Regions from separate parts of the Pan troglodytes genome. Here region 1 is linked to region 2. A link is a contact called in public Hi-C data. All regions are on one chromosome and are shown on one strand. Each heading gives the region's core, a stretch centred on a gene start, on an enhancer-like site or on the middle of the called end of the contact. The rest is flanking DNA. Distances are from core to core; before and after follow the strand shown. Region 1 has its middle 29 kb from the start of SERPINB9. Region 2 has its middle 12 kb from the start of SERPINB1.

Region 1 (4,050 bases), core at 526-3,025, 79 kb before region 2:
CAGCATTTATTCACAACATATTATATATTTTCCCTGTGGGAAAGGGAACTTCTAAAAGCTTATTTTTAATTCTATCCATGAATTAGATGAAAACCTTACACTGCTTTTTAATTTGAAACATCTGATGACACTTGAACAAATGAAAGTTTTTCTTCTGCTAATGCAGCCAATGCGTCCATGTATTGCTTTACTTTTTGAAAATGACAGAAATTAACTTCAAATAGCAGACATTTGATCAAATGAACAGCCTGCTTTACAAACTAATATATAAATATATCCTCTGCAATGCACTTGATAGATTATTATCTTTGGACAGAATTTTCTTTCTTTCTTTCTTTCTTTCTTTTTTTTTGGAGACTGAGTCTCACTCTGTCACCCAGGCTGGAGTTCAGTGACGTTTATCTTGGCTCACTGCAACCTCCGCCTCCCAGGTTCAGGCGATTCTCCTGCCTCAGCCTCCAGAGTAGCTGAGACTATAGGCACCTGCCACCACACCTGGCTAATTTTTGTATTTTTGGTAGAGACAGAGTTTCACCATATTGGCCACGCTGGTCTCAAACCCTGACCTTGTGATCCACCTGCCTCGGCCTCCCAAAGTGCTGGGATTACAGGGGTGAGCCACCGTGCCCGGCCAGAATTTTCTTAAAATAAGTTCTAACTTTTGAAGGAGGTGCTAGTATTTCCTTATAGATTAGCATCTTATCGTTTTTACATGGTCAGAGATAGCACTATGGTGCCACTGGTGAGTGGTAAGCAGCAACATTTTGTGCACACTAAACATTCCACCTCTTGTGATATGAAAATTCAGTACTTAATTTTTGAGCTCACTGTTTGCTAAAAGGATTTATTGCAAAATTAAAGTATAGCCAAACAGGCTGGGTGCGGTGGCTCTTGCCTGTAATTCCAGCACTTTGGGAGGCCGAGGTAGGTGGATCACCTGAGGTCAGGAGCTCGAGACCAGCCTGGCCAACATGGCGAAACCGTGTCTCTACTAAAAATACAAAAAATTAGCCAGTTATGCTGGCGGGCGCCTGTAATCCCAGCGCTTGGGAAGCTGAGGCAGGAGAATCTCTTGAACCTGAGAGGCGGAGGTTGTGGTGAGCCGAGATGGTGCGACTGCATTCCAGCCTGAGTGACACAGTGAGACTCTGTCTCAAAATAAATAAAATTAAGTAAAAAAGTATAGTCAAACAATAAAATAAATGGCTGTAGATTTTCCTATATAATGAATAACAAAACCACTGTAGCAAAAGAGTTTGGGCTTATATCTATAATAATTTATAGCCTCTATTTCCTCTATTTAAATATGCCTCTATTTTTATATAGCCTCTATTTAAATATGCCTAAATTATAGTTTAAACTGTGTACCTAAACTATACTTTTCCATGTTTCCAACTGACTCTGCCAAATGATGGCTTCTCAAAAGCCACAGCACGAGCCACATTACAACCCAGTGGCTGTCAGGGGAAAGCAGTCCCAAATAATTATCTCCACAGTACTAGAGTCCAGAAGGACGTAGCTGTCCCTAGCTGCTTGTGAACAAGGATTAAGTTGTTTTATCAGTGAGTGAGTTCCTTATGTCCTGTCCTTGAAGGGGGAGACTTCTGGAAAGGATCAGACTCACAAGTTGCCTGTCAGATTTAACCAAGATTAAAGTGAGCATCCTACACCTGCTGAGTCACTTAGCAATTGATTGTCTCTTGGCTCTAGAGCCTCCTCTCATGTAACCCTGGAGTTGCTGTCACTTCCCTAGATGGCACAATGCTATGCTTCGTCACTAGAGGATGCCAGTGAGACACTGCCAGGAAAGCCCGGTAGAAAGACACCTGTCGTTCCCAGTTCTGGTTCTCCTGTAACCACTCAGTGCAGGGTCCAGCAGCCCACACAGACCATCTCTAGCCTCATTCTCATGTTTTCTCCACACAACAGCCATTTCTGCAGTCGCAACAGCTGCAACCTCAGGCAGCTGTGTCCCTACCTGGCCTTTTGCTTCTGCGGACGGCTCTGGCCTGCCACACCCCTTCTGCGGACGGCTCTGGCCTGCCACACCCTCTGGCAATGGCAGACAGCTCCTGGTGGCCCACTCTGACCCATGCACTCTGCCAGCAGCAGCTGCATGTTTCTGTGGCAGCTGCATCCTCTTCAAAAAGATCTGAGTTTCAGCCCGAAGTGTGTGTGGGGTGGGGGTGGGGTAAAGGTCTCCTAACACTTTAGTCTTTCCTCATCCACTCTCACTGGGCCTGTGGGTAACAGCTGCCCCTTTTTCACATGCTGCTTCTGTGCCCCTTTTCCTAACTAACAATCCTTTATATTCTCCTCTGTTCACATAACTGATGTGGCTTTGTCTCCTGAGTGGACCCTGACAGGTGTAAGTGTAGTGGGAGCTCACAGTACAAAGTAAAGACCTGCCAACCCCCCTCCTGTAGCTGTTACTAACAATACTTCATTGAAAATGAAAAGCCTGTGACAAATGCTGACCCAGGCAGGATACCAAGGCAACAGGTATAACTGGGACTGTCCCAGACAAGCCATGCTGTATGGTCATCCTGCTGACATGCCGTATTCCAAGAGGAGATGAGGATTATATTTCCTATTTAATTTTCCTGTCTGCATTGCATGCAGTCAAAGCACCCCAAAAAGGAATGGATACATTTAGAAGACAAACAGGCCTCCCTAACTGCCACCCAACTCCTTGTCATTTAATACTTCCAGGTAATACCCCTGGAATTAATAGGGTTTCTCATTCAACAAGGCACTAAGGAGACACTAATGGCAGCTTCCAGGTGGGATCATGTCCGAAACACGTTTCTCTCACAAGCTCCTTCAAACAGAAAAATCCGACAAACTAATTAATGTGATGCTTTTTGAATTGAGGTCCACCGGGTTCCACACGTTCCTGGGTCAGCAAGCATTCTCCAACATTTCTCTTCAGTGGCCTGCTTTCATTTGCTAATGATCTTTGAAAAGAGGGTTGGTTAATTTGATATTTACATTTTTTTTCTTTTTGAATAGCAAGAATTCCAAATGTAATGACCTGTTCTGTCAAAAGTGGCTATTAGTGGAATACCTAGCAAATATTTTTGAAAAACTGTAATGGATTGCCTTAGTAGGTAAAGATGCATCTTATTGAAAGAGGGTGGAATGATCATTTTAAAACATCTATTTGAAAGTTTTTCTTTCCCTTGTTAAATGATGTTATTGCTACAAAATGATGTTAAAACTCATATACTTATTTTTAACACTTGGAAATGTAATTTTATAACCTTTAAAAAACTCTTCCAAGGGCTGGGCATGGTGGCTCAGGCCTGTAATCCCAGCACTTTGGGAGTCTGAGGCGGGCAGATTGCCTGAGCTGAGGAGTTCGAGACCAGCCTGGGCAACACAGAGAAACCCCGTCTCTACTAAAATACAAAAAATTAGCCCAGTGTGGCAGCATGTGCCTGTAATCCCAGCTACTTGAGAGGCTGAGGCAGGAGAATTGCTTGAACCTGGGAGGCGGAGGTTGCAGTGAGCTGAGATCGTGCCATTGCACTCCAGCCTGGGCAACAGAGCGAGACTCCATCTCAAAACAAAAACAAAAACAAACAAAAAACTCTTCCAAAAAGAAGAGGTTTGGTTGGTTTCAAATAATTAAAAATATAAATGTATAAAATCTTAAATATTATAATTAGACATAGATTGACAATCAAACATCAAGGCTTAGTAAGCTTTTATCAATGATTTTATTTTATTTAAATCAACCCATATAATCCCAGTGCTTTGGGAGGCTGAGGTGGGAGGATTGCTTGAGTCCAGGAGTTTGAGCCCGAAGCGAGCTATTGTTAGGGAAGTGGGAGCCCAGGAGAGCCAGAATAACGCCATTTTAAGTTCAGCTTCATCTTGAGACTAATGAGGCACATTCTTTTCCAGTCACCACCCATAGTCATAAGATATTTACACTTAAGGAAACAGCTTTAAAGACACCTGCAGGGACACAGTCCTACAGCAACAGAAAGTCAAGATGTCCCAATGCCCATAGCAATATATGCTTTCAAGATAATTATTGTTTGA
Region 2 (4,147 bases), core at 275-2,774:
AGAACGCACAAGCCCCATAAAGAGGTTTCACGCAGGCCACCCATCCCTTTTCATTCTCCAGCAGAACAGGACAGAGAGCGTTCTGTTCTGCGGAAGGTCTTCCACTCTACAAGGCAATCCCTCCAGCTGCTTTGCTGTATTGTGCTGTCTCCTGTCACACTGAATGCAGTGACCTCAGCCAGCAGCAGGGAGAACCCCCCTGCCTCCCGAACAAAGGACCTCACGTGAAATCCTGAGCTCAGAGCTTACAGATATGTGTGTGCTTTCACTTTACATCGGCCGTGACTTTCAAACAACTTCAGGAAACTTTAGGATCTCTGAGGTACACTGGAGATTACAGCAGCGTAGAATGTTCTTTTGGATTTAGAACAGAAATGCTTATTTTATATTTGGCTGCTCCCAAACTGTCCCCAGACCTCCTCTCCAGTGGTTACCCTCCACTGTCCTGGATGTCCCACATTCACACTCACACCTCCACCCTAACAAAGTCCTCCACTGGGTCAAACCATACATCGCTTCGTCTCTGTAGTGACGACTTCCTGTCCTCTGCTCTGTGGATAAAGACCCCAGATAAAGATGCCTGTGTTGCTCAACTCTTGTAAATACTCTTGAGACATTCTGAAAGCAGAAGAAAAGGAGACAGACGATGTGGGAAAATAAAAGGGATGGTCTGCTTGTGCGGAAACGTTTTGAGAATGCCCTTCCCTAAGAGAGAACAGTAAAAGTGAACAATACTTCCTGAGCTGCGGGTTCATATGGCTGGACTGTGCTGTTTCTCACGGGAGAAGTTCTCGTCTCCCCTGCATGTACATCCCTGTTTGCCAGCCTGGCCTTCGGTGTGGTGATATCATGGTGCATTCCCAGGAGGGAAGTGCTTGGTCAAGACTTCTGCTTGGGTTCGACTATCAGTTCTGGTTTCCTTTAAGGCACAGGATCTTCCCTTTAAGGCACAAACACCCCCTTGACACAAAGTAAGGGACAAGGGAACTTTAAACTATTTGGAAACCCAAGCACAATAGGCTGTAGGTTGTAAAAAGAAATTACAAAGGTAATTTCATCCGGAAGAGGGAGCAGTTTAACTTCTGCAGGGTAAGATTCAGATTCACTTTTGTAACTGAACAGGGAATTTTCTAAATATTTTGAAAATGCCGAAACATTTCCTGTTGGCATTTCACAGAAACGTTCAAAGTTCCCTAATGATAGTTTCCGCTGTGCTCACTCCGGAGGCTGCTAAGCAGCCTCAGTAATTAGCTCGATGGAGGAAACGAAACTGGGGGGGGACTCAGTTCCCACGATAGGGAAACCAGGCAAGAAATATCGTCTCCTCCAGTTGCGCCGAGACAGTAGTTCTTACCTGGTTTCTCTATCATGGAGTCTTGGTTGGACTCTGCTATGCGTCTCTTGATGAAATGTGATACTAGCAATTGAACAATTACGAAAATGGATGGCGGTGGGTGGAGCGGTTTGTCACTACTGGAGTTGCGGAGGCTCAGTGGGGGAACCTGAGAAACACTGCGTCCCCCAGGTCATCACCGCGTCAGCACTGATGAGTCATGTTGATGGCATGGACCCTGAATATGACACAGTGAGATGGCACTTTACCTCTGTGGCCTTTCCCAGAAAAAACCATAACCCCAGTCTAACCATGAGAAAAATATAAGACAATGGTGCAGGCAGGGCATTTCAGGAGAGGGTCAGGGAAAGGGGAGGGGGTCCCAGGTGAGGGTCAGGGGAGGGGACTTCAGGAGAGGGACAGGGAGAGGGGAGGGGGCTCCAGGAGAGGGTCAGGGAAAGGGGAGGGGGTCCCAGGTGAGGGTCAGGGAAAGGGGAGGGGGTCCCAGGAGAGGGTCAGGGGAGGGGACTTCAGGAGAGGGACAGGGAGAGGGGAGGGGGCTCCAGGAGAGGGTCAGGGAAAGGGGAGGGGGTCCCAGGAGAGGGTCAGGGAAAGGGGAGGGGGTCCCAGGTGAGGGTCAGGGGAGGGGACTTCAGGAGAGGGACAGGGAGAGGGGAGGGGGCTCCAGGAGAGGGTCAGGGAAAGGGGAGGGGGTCCCAGGAGAGGGTCAGGGAAAGGGGAGGGGGTCCCAGGAGAGGGTCAGGGGAGGGTCAGGGGAGGGGACTTCAGGAGAGGGACAGGGAGAGAGGAGGGGGCTCCAGGAGAGGGTCAGGGAAAGGGGAGGGGACTTCAGGTGAGGGTCAGGGAAAGGCGAGGGGACTCCAGGAGAGGGTCAGGGAAAGGAGAGGGGGTCCCAGGACAGGGTCAGGGGAGGGGACTTCAGGAGAGGGACAGGGAGGGGGGAGGGGGCTCCAGGAGAGGGTCAGGGATAGGGGAGGGGGGGTCCCAGGAGAGGATCAGGGGAAGGGGTGGGGCTTCAGGAGAGGGTCTGAGAACACACAGGCAGGCAACACCTTAAAATCCCATCTCAGTCAGCAATGACTCCTCATAGGGCCACCACGAGCTTAAATGTCACTTAAATGTCCCTATTTGCCAGCCTGGCCTTCGGTGTGGTGATATCATGGTGCATTCCCAGGAGGGAAGTGCTTGGTCAAGACTTCTGCTTGGGTTCGACTATTGGTTCTGGTTTCACATGCACTGTGTGAACATGCTTCATACATTAGGTCAGCACCTCACTGTGTGAACACGCTTCAAACAGAGAGCACTGCACTGTGTGAACATGCTTCATACATGAGGTCAGCACCTCACTGTGTGAACATGCGTCATACAGAGAGTCAGCACCGCACCATGTGAACATGCTTCATACAGAAGATCAGCACCTCATTGTGTGAACATGCGTCATACAGAGAGTCAGCACTGCACCGTGTGAACACGCTTCATATAGAGAGTCAGCTCTGCACTATGTGAACACGCTTCATACATAGGGTCGGGTCAGCACCGCACCGTGTGAACATGCTTCAGACAGAGAGTCAGCCCTGCACTATGTGAACATGCTTCATGCAGAGAGTCTGTCCTGCACCAGGTGAACACGCTTCATACAGGTCAGCACTGCACTGTGTGAACACGCTTCATACAGAGGGTCAGCACCACACCATGTCAACACGCTTCATACAGAGAGTCAGCCCCGCACTATGTTCACATGCTTCATGCAGAAAGTCTGTCCTGCACCAGGTGAACACGCTTCATATAGAGAGTCAGCTCTGCACTATGTGAACACGCTTCAGACGGGTCAGCACTGCACCGTGTGAACACGCTTCATACATAGGGTCGGGTCAGCACCGCACCGTGTGAACATGCTTCAGACAGAGAGTCAGCACTGCACTGTGTGAACATGCTTCATACATGAGGTCAGCACCTCACTGTGTGAACACGCTTCAAACAGAGTCAGCACTGCACCATGTGAACATGCTTCATACAGAAGATCAGCACCTCATTGTGTAAACATGCGTCATACAGAGAGTCAGCACTGCACCGTGTGAACACGCTTCATATAGAGAGTCAGCTCCGCACTATGTGAACACGCTTCATACAGAGGGTCAGCACCGCACCGTGTGAACATGCTTCAGACAGAGAGTCAGCCCCGCACTATGTGAACATGCTTCATGCAGAGAGTCTGTCCCGCACCAGGTGAACACGCTTCATACAGGTCAGGACTGCACCGTGTGAACACGCTTCATACAGAGGGTCAGCACCACACCGTGTCAACACGCTTCATATAGAGAGTCAGCACCGCACTGTGTGAACACGCTTCACACAGAGGGTCTGTACCACACCCCGTCAACATGTGTCAGCACCATACCATGTGAACACGCTTGGCACAGTGATATACATGCATGTGGCAGAGCTGTGAAATTATGACCTGCTGCAGACAGACTTTGTACACTGTGCTATCAGCCAACTGGGCAAATGTGGACAAGAGTCCCTGCATGTCTCTATTCACCAGGTGTCTGTCAAATGAAATGGGCTGAACTGGATAATGGCCGGTCTGACCCATGATTAGTGCCTGTAAGAGCTGAGTTATCCCGGAGTGTAGGGCGTGGGATATTAAAATATATATATATATACAAATATATTTGGGCTGGGTGTGGTGGGTCATGCCTGTAATCCAGCACTATGGGAGACCCAGGCAGGCGGATAACCTGAGGCCAGGAATTCAAGACCAGCCTGGCCAACATGGTGAAACCCCGTCTCTAC

The links. Hi-C and Micro-C count contacts between places; a contact is called where the count stands out from the background.
Region 1: a Hi-C map of induced pluripotent stem cells shows a contact between it and region 2, with 1.9 times the contacts expected there. The contact joins two enhancer-like sites. A contact is called at or near these places in 3 of 7 Hi-C or Micro-C datasets (induced pluripotent stem cells and stem cell-derived neural progenitor cells) and 1 of 1 other capture datasets (stem cell-derived neural stem cells).

What each region holds. Positions count from the first base shown.
Region 1 is chr5:8,876,471-8,880,520 of NHGRI_mPanTro3-v2.0_pri, reverse strand. No RefSeq gene overlaps it. Among named protein-coding and RNA genes, the nearest start is that of SERPINB9, 29 kb to the right of the region's middle. Within about 2 kb of position 1,775, at least 5 of the 24 cell types and tissues checked have an H3K27ac peak or open chromatin away from gene starts, as enhancers often do. A contact at or near this core is called in induced pluripotent stem cells, where this site is marked.
Region 2 is chr5:8,797,543-8,801,689 of NHGRI_mPanTro3-v2.0_pri, reverse strand. No RefSeq gene overlaps it. Among named protein-coding and RNA genes, the nearest start is that of SERPINB1, 12 kb to the right of the region's middle. Within about 2 kb of position 1,524, at least 15 of the 24 cell types and tissues checked have an H3K27ac peak or open chromatin away from gene starts, as enhancers often do. A contact at or near this core is called in induced pluripotent stem cells, where this site is marked.